Regions from separate parts of the Zea mays genome. Here region 2 is linked to region 1. A link is a contact called in public Hi-C data. All regions are on one chromosome and are shown on one strand. Each heading gives the region's core, a stretch centred on a gene start, on an enhancer-like site or on the middle of the called end of the contact. The rest is flanking DNA. Distances are from core to core; before and after follow the strand shown.

Region 1 (5,763 bases), core at 773-3,272:
GAATATTAAGACACTAAGAGCAAAGATACTGAAAACACATTTGTTCAGAGTCATGGACTACCAATTCAACAACACGCAAGCTGATGATGAAAGGTGGCAAATTCAATTGTACTCATGTATCAGAAACAGTTCACTTGTAAGCTCGTCTCAATGAAAATAAAGCATTCAATGTTTCAAAAAGACTTGAAAATAAACTGAGAGAACCGTGAAATATATGATATCCATGACTCCTGAAGTAGCAGGGAAACTTACAAAGGATATACTAGCTCATAAAAGTAAAGGCAATGAACCCTCAGTAATATGCATGACTAAAGTGCGAGGGAACTTACAAAGGAACAATCTTGCATCCTAGCTCATAGAAGTATGGGCAACGAGCCCTCAAATCCACACAGGACGCATCAGCTTGTATCTCCTTCCGAGTTCTGCAGTATATATGATAATGAGATAACAAAGTACAGATTTGTTAGAAGAATAGTACCACAGAACCTGTATGTCACGCTTTAGTTTTCAATAGTCAGAACCATAACTCAAGCCATCCAGCAAAAGTCAAATTCTGGAGAACCATTTGAAGTTTCCCGTCATGACTCATGAAGATTCATGTCTTTAATAACTTCTGTCATTAAGTTATAAGAGAAAGATCTGCAAAATGTTACTATTTACTATGGAAGGCTACAATGGTGGCAAAAAAAAGTCAGATCCTTTTATTAAGTTGTTGATAGGGAATTCTATGTATGTTTCTCCAAATAAGAATACTCCTTGCTCTCTCATGCTTTGATGTTGCTCCAAGAATTTCTGTGTAGCAGTAATGCCATAACAGACACTGAAAAAACATACTTCTGTGTGAAGCATGGAGGCGGGTTTATTGAGACAGCTTGTTCCAGAGACAGCAGCCCATGCGCAAGCCAAAATGGAAGGTCCACCTTGGCACCCTTCTCTACCTGGATATAAAAAAAACTTAGATGCTCTTTTATACAAGAGAAACATCCCTATTAGCAACTTTAGTAGAAAGAGTGAAGTTCGTCCGCAATGCAAAACTTCCAATTTCCACTTTCCCAGTTGGAGTTCATGACAAATATTGCAGCCATAACAATAATGTTTAAGAAGTGCAGTAATCCTAATCAGTTTAAACAAGTCAAGGAGTGCTTAAGAAGCCTCTCAGCGAACTACTGTTCAAGAACTGCATAAATCGCATTTGGTAGACATGAGGACATAAGAAGAATTTTACAACATGTGTGCACAGGTTGCACTAGAAACATAAGCGCACAAAATTCATTGGGCAGACACTTACACAGTTATTTTCAGCACCAGGATCTAGCAGGCCAACACCATTTGCAGTTACTTGGAAAACAACTGAAATAGGCTGCAGGCAGAGCCAAAAACATATACTCAGCAGGTATACACAAGCACCATGCACGAAGAGGAGATAAAATCCTGCATCTAGAATTACCTCATCCTCCATGAGGATGTCATCGATGTCATAGTAACCCCGCATCCGACCAAGAGGACAGGATCACAACTGCTTATCCCTAATTATACACCAGCAATTATTGTCTTGTCAATGAGTATCAGGAAGTAATTGTTCAAATATAAACAGACTGGATACGATGTAACTCGAGCTTTGGGGCGGAACTATCATCTACTACATGCTACATGTGTTTACCCGGATTGGGCGAATCAATTCGAATTCATACCTTTGCATCAGCTCCTAATATTGAGACACCACTCACTGAGAGAAGAACATAACAAATTTCGAGCATTACCTTTTCTGAGCGCGAGATGGGTGTCGGGGCCCGTTCGGATGTCGCCGTTAACGGTGGCGTCAGGCGTAGCCCGTAGCCGAGTGGGAGAACGCTGCAGGCGGCAAACAAGGCGACCGTGCCGAGCAAATCTCGAGGGCGGTGAGGCCGCTGGACGGCAAGACCTGGCGGAGGAGCCAGAAGCCGCTGGATAGGGATGGGGGATTTGCTGATTTGGTTTTGGCGGCCTTGCTTCCCGCTCAATAGGTTTTGAAGGCGGCAAGATGGGACGTGTACACGAGGTAGTTTTCTTTGCATGTGTACACGAGGTCTGTCAGGCCATGCCGAGCCCAAACTCGTGGTAACGTACCAGTGCATACTAAATGATCGGTAAACACTAAAATTATTATCATTTTCATATTTATCAAAAATAAAATCGGAAATGATTACTTTGATGTTGTTTAGATATCGGTATTTCAGATATCTCGAATTCGGAAACGAAAGTTCAGTATAAAAAATACACAATATAACAAGTTCATAGTACAATAAAGATCGCAAAGATAACATAATAATATCACAAGTTCATAATACAATAAAAATCGCAAATAACACAAGTACACAATTCACAATATAATAAATTCACAAAAATCATAAGTTTATAATATAACAAGTATAAATATTTATATATACAATATATATACAGCTAAATCTTATAAACACATAATATATATATACACTATGTGTATGCACGTGCCTTGTTATGGAGTCAACATGTAATGATATAATATATTGAGATAAAGAAGCACTATGATAAAATGCATTCATATGCAAAAACACTAACTGTTATTCTATACTTTTGCTAGCATTATTAAAAGTGGATGTTTACATACCTCAAAAATATATAAGATTGTACATTTGTATATGTGCTTTGTCATTAACAATTCAAATAAAACACGTTGATTCCGTAAAAGGATAGTGTATTATATAAGATCTAACAAGAAAATTTAATGAAAAAAATCCAAGAATGATCTTTCATAGTGTCGGCGTTTCGACCCCGGGGGGTCCCTGGACCGACGAGTAAATTGTCGCAGCGTGCCCCAGCCCAGATGGGTCGGCGCGAGACGGAGCGCGAAGGGGGGAAACCAGAGGGAGACAGGCGTAAAGGGGAAACCCGCGGCCTTCGTGTTTGTCCCGCGCCCAGGTCGGGTGCGCTTGCAGTAGGGGGTTACAAGCGTCCGCGTGGGAGGGAGCGAGAGGCTTATGCGCGCCGTTCCGTTCCCCCGCGCGGCCAACCCTCCCGTACAGAGTGCCCTGGACCTTCCTTTTATAGGCGTAAGGAGAGGGCCCAGGTGTACAATAGGAGATGTAGCATGGTGCTAATGTGTCTAGCAGAGAGGAGCTAGTGCCCTAAGTACATGCCGTCGTGGCAGCCGGAGAGGTTTTGGCACCCTGTTCATGTGATGTCGTGGCCGTCGGAGGAGCGCTGGAGCCTTGCGGAAGGACAGCTGTCGGGGCTGTCGAGTCCTTGCTGACGTCTCCTTGCTTCCGTAAGGGGCTAAGAGCCGCCGTCGTCACGGAGCACGCGGGGCGCCATCATTATTTGTTTACCGGGGCGAGCCAGATGGGACGCCGGTCTTGTTCCCCGTAGCCTGAGCTAGCTAGGGGTAGGGTAATGATGGCTCCCCCTATGATGTGGTTGGTCCGAGCCCTGGGTCGGGCGATACGGTGGCTCCTCCGAGGTCGGGGTCGAGTCTGTCCTCCGAGGTCGAGGTCGAGTCCGAGCCATGGGATCAGGCGAGGCGGAGTCCGTCGTCTTCCGGGGCCGAGGCCGAGTCCGAGCCCTGGGGTCGGGCGAGGCAGAGTTCGTCGTCTTTCGGGGCCGAGCCCGAGTCCGAGCCCTGGGGTCGGGCGAGGCGGAGTTCGTCGTCTTCCAGGGTCGAGCCCGAGTCCGAGCCCTAGGGTCGGGCGAGGCGGAGTTCGTCGTCTTCTGGGGCCGAGCCCAAGTCCGAGCCCTAGGGTCGGGCGAGGCGGAGCTTCCTATGGCGCCCGAGGCCGGACTTGGCCGCTGTCAGCCTCACTCTGTCGAGTGGCACATCAGTCGGAGCGACACGGGCGGCGCTGTCTTCTTGTCAGGCTGGTCAGTGGAGCGGCGAAGTGACTGCGGTCACTTCGACTCAGTCGACTGAAGGGCATGCGTCAGGATAAGGTGTCAGGCCACCTTTGCATTAAATGCTCCTGCGATACGGTCGGTTGGCGTGGCGATCTGGTCAAGGTTGCTTCTCGGCGAAGACTGGGCCTCGGGCGAGCCGAAGGTGTGTCCGTTGCTTGAGGGGGCCCTCGGGCGAGACATGAATCCTCCGGGGTTGGCTGCCCCTGCCCGAGGCGAGGCGAGATCGTGTCCCTTGAGTGGACCGAGCCTTGACTTAATCACACCCATCAGGCCTTTGCAGCTTTGTGCTGATGGGGGTTACCAGCTGAGATTAGGAGTCTTGGGGGTACCCCTAATTATGGTCCCCGACAGTAGCCCCCGAGCCTCAAAGGGAGTGTTAATACTCGCTTGGAGGCTTTTGTCGCACTTTTTTGCAAGGGGACCGGCCTTTCTCAGTTGCGTTTCGTTCCGGTGGGTGCGCGCGAGCGCACCCGCCGGGTGTAGCCCCCGAGGCCTCGGAGGAGTGGTTTGACTCCTTCGAGGTCTTAATGTGTTTCGCGATTGTTCGGCCGGTCTGGTTGTTCCCTCATGCGAACTAGTCGTAGCCCGGGTGCACAGTCGAGTCCCAAGTTCTCGGGCTGGTATGTTGACGCTGTCAACGGTTTGGCCGGAGCCGGGTTTGCGAGAGCAGCCCCCGAGCCTCCGCACAGAGCGAGAGGACGGTCAAGGACAGACTCGACTTTTTTACATACGCCCCTGCGTCGCCTTTCCGCAAGGAGGAGGGGGGGAAAAGCGCCATGTTGCCCTTGGAGGGCGCCGAACATGGTGTCTCCAGTGAGCTGCTAACGGGTAATCCGAGTGGACGCCCGTGCCCCATTCGTTAGGGGTCGGCTAGTGGCCCGGAGGCGCGCTCCAAAAGTACCTGCGGGTGATTTGTCGGACCCGGTCCCCTTTTGACGGGGTCCGAGGGCTCGATGCCTCCCTCTGGTGGGATTCCGTTACAAAATCGTTCCCGTCGGTCTCGGAAATGTCCTAGGGTACCTCGGGAGCGTAGCCCGAGCCTTGGTTATGTATCGAACGTACCCAGGGTCATCCCTCGCTCTACGTCTGAGGCGGCTGTCGAACCCTTCGGGGGCTAGCCTACGAACCCCTGATCAGTAATGGGCGCGGAGCCCGAGTGGCCTGAGGCGGCCGTTGAACCCTTTCGAGGGGCCGACCTTCGAACCCCTGACCAGTAGTGGGCGCGGAGCCCGAGTGCTCTGAGGCGGCTGTTGAACCCTTCCGAGGGGCCAGCCTTCGAACCTCTGATCAGTAGGGGGGCTCGGGGCCCGTTTCCTTCGCGGAGAAGGAGCCCTTTCGGGGTATCCCCTTTCCCGGTCCCTGTTGTAAGAGAGAGAAAGAGGAAGAGGAAAAGGATACAAAATCGAATGACGTGGCGCATCTTTTTTGACGCGGTCATTATGGCGGAAGCGAAGCGTTGCCTGCTTCTCCTGCCAAAGGTTTGCGGGGCAGCCGTTGCGCGTGCGCGAGCCGTTCGAGGAACGGGCGTCTTGCTTTGAGTTTTGAATCTTGCGGCGGGTTCGGGCGAAGTGTTGAATGGGTCTCGCCTGGGCCTTTATATATTCGGGAGAGGGGCTGGTGACGGTTCTTTACTCAGCTGCTCGCCTCCCACTTAGGTTTTCGCAACCCGAGGGAATAGCCAGAGAAAGGAAACCGTGCACCCAGTTCCTTCCACCGCCACCTCTTCTGCTTGGTGATGGCCGACCGGGTGACCATTGTTCCGCCGCGCGATCCGTGGCCTTTCTCCACCGTCACGGCGGATGACCTGGAGGCCCTTGTTGCTGATGGTTTGCTTCGCCCTTTCTCCGGTGACTCGCA
Region 2 (5,566 bases), core at 1,945-4,444, 800 kb before region 1:
ACTGGTGCAGCCAGATGGAAGTAAGGATAAAGAAGAGTTCGATGAAGACAGCACCAAATGGAAGGATCCCTCCGATTAGAATCGAGAAGATTGGGTTCATGTACCAGGCCTGCTCAGGGATCTGCCTTGGTATCTTGTTTGTCTTCACTGGATCTTCAATGGTAGGTTTCTTGAAGCCAAGGAAGCTTCCAACAAAAACCAAAGGTACTGAAATACCGAACCAAAGGAGGACAAGAGCAAACATGGTGGTGAATGGAACAGCACCTGAGGACTTTTGCCCCCAGATAAGAGCATTCAAGAAGAAAAAAATAGCAAACACACTGCCAGGGAAAGTGAAGGCTGTCCTCAAGGCGATGTTCTTCCATTCTGAGCCCTTGAACAGTTTGTAAAGACGTGAAGAAGAGTAGCCAGCAAGCAACCCCATGAACACCCAGAGCAGGAGCATGGCTGTCATCAGTCCACCCCTGTTCGATGGAGAAAGGAAGCCAAGAACCGCAAATACCATAGTGACAAGCAGCATGCCAAAGAATTGCACACCGGTGCCAACATAAACACAGAGCCAGTCTGAGTTTGACGGAGGCCTGAAAACATCGCCGTGAACAAGCTTCCATCCAGTCTCCTCCTGGGCCTCTTCCTGAGTCTCAAGTTGGTTATACTTAGAGATATCCCGGTAAAGGGTACGAAGCATGATCATTGCAACCATTCCAGAAAGGAAGAGAACAATCATGAGAGAATTCACAATAGAGAACCAGTGGATCTGATCATCTGTCATCAATAGATAGCTGTCCCACCGAGATGCCCACTTGATGTCGCTCTCCTACAAATTTACAGTAGTTCTCAGAAATGAGCAAAACACAATATTCATGCTCCACTTATAGGACACTTAGTACTACAGCTACTACAATCACTTATTTGGAATACAAAAAGAATCAAACATAGTTCTGACCTTGAAATCCACATCGTAAGTAAATATGATATCCTTGCCAACTTCGACCTCCTGAGGAGACTCGGACGAAGTAATGATACGTTGAGCATGAGGGTCACACGTTGTCAGGCGGGTCTTCTTATCATTCCATTGCCCTTCATATTCATGCTTAACGCTGCAGTATGTGTCATAGTTCTTTGGTTAGATATTAACAAGTAGGATATTGTCTACATTTAACTACAGCTATTTCATTCCAAACAATTTACCTGTATGGTTTCACTTCAAAGGCCACAATCCTGGAAACATCCCTTTGCTCATCCCTGTGATATTTCACCGTAAAAGATAGATGGTTGTGGATGAAGTATTTTTCATCTTTGCTCTGCCAAATATATGAGAAGTGTATCACATAAGATTATACATTAATACAACATTTGAGCAACAATGTGTCATAGCCACTTACCCCTGAATATTTTCCTTTGGCCCCAACATGGAATCCATGTTGATAGAAATATGCACCTTCTTGATCCACTCTTTGAATAGGAACGACTAAAGGTAGGTTGTCAAGAATCCTGTCAATTTAAAGAAATTACATTTCAACAACTGATAGACATGAATAACTGATCATGAATCAAGCAGCGAAATTATTGACGAACATGTTAACACGGTATTCATCTTCAATCTTCTCCTTGAGAAGCTTTGCTTCTTTCTCCCCAACAGATATCTTGCAGACTACTTGACACATCTGAGGCTCCCTCATTTCAAACTGAAAAAAATATATATGCTCAACAGTCAAACTAGTGCCCAAGGTGTCAAACACTGATCAGATAAACCAATGCACAGTGAAAGAACAAACCGTATAGGGAGAGTTTTCAATGCGATCTCCACGAAGAACTTCACCGAGATTTTCTGCACTGTCAACTATGGTATCCGGCTTGCAGAATGGGAGAGAATAGTAGGAGTAGGGAAGTTGTGTCTTGATTGAGGTCAGCTTGTTGACTTTCACAGGAAGTGGATCTTTCTGTAATGATATTTAATATAAAATATTTCTCATAAACATCTAAGCCCTCCATTCTAAATTATAAGACGGTTTAGCATTTCTAGATTCATAACTTTCGCTGTGCATTTAGACATATACTCACTATCTTAGATACATAATAAAAGCAATGTATCTAAGAAAACCGAACTTCTTATAATTTAGTACAGTAGTAGTAATAATGTAGTAGAAACATGTCTCCAACATTGAAAGTAATAAGACAGCACGAGGACGCACATGCTATTAAATATGTCAAACAGTATTAACATGAATATATAAACTCAAGACAAATGCTAATAACAAGTAGGAAGACAATAGGTCAGATACTGACAAACAGACAAATAAAACATACAACGAAACATAAAATAATTTCAAAAAAATTACAGATAAAGGGTCAAATAAAATGCAACTGCTGTCACGATAGCAGTGTGAAAACTAGGTTCTTCACAGGTACTTAGGTTTAACGCTACAAAATCAATGAAAACTACATTCCAGATCAGAACAGTTGACATAACTAGTATATAGTAATCAACAACGACTTGTATTAAAAATGTAACAACCTAATATGATCCTTCTCTGAATTTTATCGCCGGAGGACTCAGACACTCGTAAATGTAAAGTTTTGCAGCTCCACATTCTCCTAGGTGCACACTCTGGCCTCTGGGCATTTCCCGGTGAAAGCACATCTCCGTTGTTTCAGTCTCCATCACGCATCCACCCGCGATGAATCTCACGACGAGAACGTGACGGGGGAAGCACATATGAAGCTTTTTGCACGGCTCATAGGACCGAAACATTCTGAGCGCCACTGATTGCGCGGAGAGCGAGAATCGTCGCGAACACGCGCAGCCAGATCTCGATGCGGCCGACCCGCGCGTTCGCAGATCTGGGGCGGCCGACAGCAGATCCGAACCGCACGCGATCCCCAAACACACAAAGCGCTAGGGAGGAGATCTCGTGCCAGGAGCCCAGGAGGAGAAACGGAGGCGAGACAAAGGGTGGCTGTCTTACGCGTACCTTCTCGAAGTCATTGGGCGCGACGCCGGGGAGGTAGAACCCTGAGGCCGGCGGCGCGAGCGCGACGATGCAGAGTGCGGCGAAGGCGACGGCCCACGCCGACGGCTCCATGCCGGAGTTGTGGGCAGGCGATGGGAGTGGCGCGACGCTCGCGGCTCCCCGGCGCGGGGCAAGTAGAGACAAGATGGAGGAAGAAGAATGAGATGGCGCTTTTCCGCTGCGTTGCGCGAAGAGATGGTGGTGGTTTAATGGACTGCAGACGCATACAGGCGCCGAGCCGTAGCGGCACGAACGTTGCGCACCCAACCCAGACTCGCTGTACTATCGCCGCCAGGTGGGCCCGACATGTGCAATGTGGTCGCATGGTCCCATTACCAGTGAGATTAGAAAAGTTTTGTGCGGGACAGCCCTTGCACAGTTCCATGTTGCTTCTTTTTACCGCCGGTGAGTTTCGATAATGGATAAACTTGGTTCCACGAGTTACCTCCAGGTGCACTTCGGGTGGTCCCACCTGTCAGTAAGCTACAATTTTTTAGTGCCACACGATCGCAACGAAAAGCCTTACACTGACACCATGGCCCGACTACCTGCTAGCACGTCCGTCCCACGTTTCAGTGGTAGTGCTGTACAGGTGTTGGTTGGTTTAGCAAGCAGTGTCGTGGGACTGGAACGTCTCACCTACGTGACAACTCGAGCTTTGCTTGCGTTCGTGCCAAACAATTCGGGCAGGTGGGGCCCGCGCACGCTAAAGGGATCGAAGAGGGCCCATGCGTCAGTGGGCATGTTAGGTGCGCATCACGGAAAAAAGTGAGTTTGGTGGTGTATTACGTGTGTTGCTGGGGTGGTGGGGAGAGCACGCACGGGCACGACTGGAAGAATAGCACAAGCAGCCGGCCGACCTGAACCATTGCTGGTGACCCTACAGTGACCCAGTATCGGCACAGCAACTGTGACGTACGGGCCCGGCACGACCAGCCCACCTGTCAGCTACACCGTGCAAAGTGTCCTTTTTTTAGTGCTTAATTAATGGACTAGGTGAGTGCACGTGCGTTGCAACGAAAATATATAATTTTTTATTCTGTATTATTTAGTGTCGAGCAATATTATTTGGCAATGAACTACTTTAAAATTGATGAAGACGACTTTAAAAAAAATTGAGAAAAATACAGAATTCGTGTGATATATAAAGGGGGTCGGCGCCTGACACGTGATGCCGACACCAGGGATCGGCGTCAAGATGTATGGTGCTGACCCCCTGACACGAGATGCCAGCGCCAAGATCTATGGCGCCAACCCCTGCCACATCACCATCCACGGCACCTAAACAGGCGCCATTAAAGTTGGCGCCGTCACGCGTTGTCTCGGCGCCAATTATAATGGCGCCGAGCCGGGGTCCATTTTTTTAAATGAAACTGCAAAGGGTGTATTTGTGAAAATAATACCCTAAAAGGCTAAAATGCAAAAAAGTTGGCCAAGAGCTACTACCAATGTAAAATTTCGTCAACTTTATCTTAAGACCACCTTTCCAGATAGACAACTACGCCACGATTGAAAACAGCGCGTGTTTGTAGGCCTGTGAGTCCGCAAAATTATTAACGGAATGAACCTGATTACCAAAAACAGGTTTCCCTATGTACGATCAGAAAAAATACACACACATATTCCAACATAACAGCTTCGTTTTAATATTTATGATCACAGAGACCAAGATACAACATAGGATAACAAAATGTATGAATCCCAGGAACCGTAGCTTCAAGATGTGGACATGGTCGATCAAAGTTTCACCGTGTCTTATTATAACTAATCAGATACCATGAATGGAATAAAAACCACGAATAATCCCAATAGAGGCAGCTTAGGCAGACACACCACCACCACGACACTCGTCCAACATGTCAACGTTACACTGCATCAACCGAAAAAGCCAGTGACGACATCATCAAATCAGTATACAAAAAGCAGGTCCATAATTCTTAACATGGTCTCAACAAAGCCAACCGTGTAAAACGATCATACCCTTGTAAAAATTGCTTGAGAGCCTAGCTTTGATGACAAGTAATTAGCAGGCTCGGTAAAAGAAAAAACAGGCACCTCTTGATACTTGCAGGTTCATTGTCCCAGAGGAAATTGACAGTCACTTAGTAATGTCACTCACATTAGACCAAACATCAGCTAAAAACAAAGATACCTAATAGTTACATAAATATTTATTTAACTGAACAGACCTGTTTAAATAACAGATAAGGGCCATATATCAGGCATTTCACATATTACCAAAATTGGACCCTTTATTTAAAATGAAGTTTTTCAAGATGAAGGGAATATATAACAAACAAAATGTGAATGGCCACATGTAGCTCTTGTACAACTAAATAAGTTACCACAACCTTTACTATGAAGTGACAAACCAAATGTTTGATGCACCAGACCGAAGAAAAATTAGGAAACAGAAAGTGGCAAGCAAACATACATATTGGAAAGCCTTAGAATGGATGCTGCAAGCATCAACATTGATCGCTGGAGCAGCCGGGGTGGCAGCAGCAGCTTCTGAGACAACAGTCTCATGCTGAATGGTCCGAGGACCCAAT

Evidence for each region. Hi-C and Micro-C count contacts between places; a contact is called where the count stands out from the background.
Region 2: a Hi-C map of ear shows a contact between it and region 1, with 2.3 times the contacts expected there. The contact joins the promoter of LOC100191479 here to the promoter of LOC100280879 in region 1. A contact is called at or near these places in 2 of 25 Hi-C or Micro-C datasets (ear and tassel).

What each region holds. Positions count from the first base shown.
Region 1 is chr10:47,764,800-47,770,562 of Zm-B73-REFERENCE-NAM-5.0, reverse strand. It overlaps LOC100280879 (TTN10), which reads right to left and starts at 2,022. Exons shown (of 7, transcript NM_001153799.2): 1 at 1,761-2,022; 2 at 1,448-1,526; 3 at 1,289-1,360; 4 at 835-938; 5 at 330-422. The coding sequence starts at 1,492.
Region 2 is chr10:48,567,312-48,572,877 of Zm-B73-REFERENCE-NAM-5.0, reverse strand. LOC100191479 (putative Transmembrane 9 family protein member 2) reads right to left here and starts at 3,194. Exons shown (of 7, transcript NM_001136911.3): 1 at 2,976-3,194; 2 at 1,779-1,943; 3 at 1,579-1,688; 4 at 1,386-1,494; 5 at 1,192-1,304; 6 at 947-1,100; 7 at 1-817. The coding sequence starts at 3,086.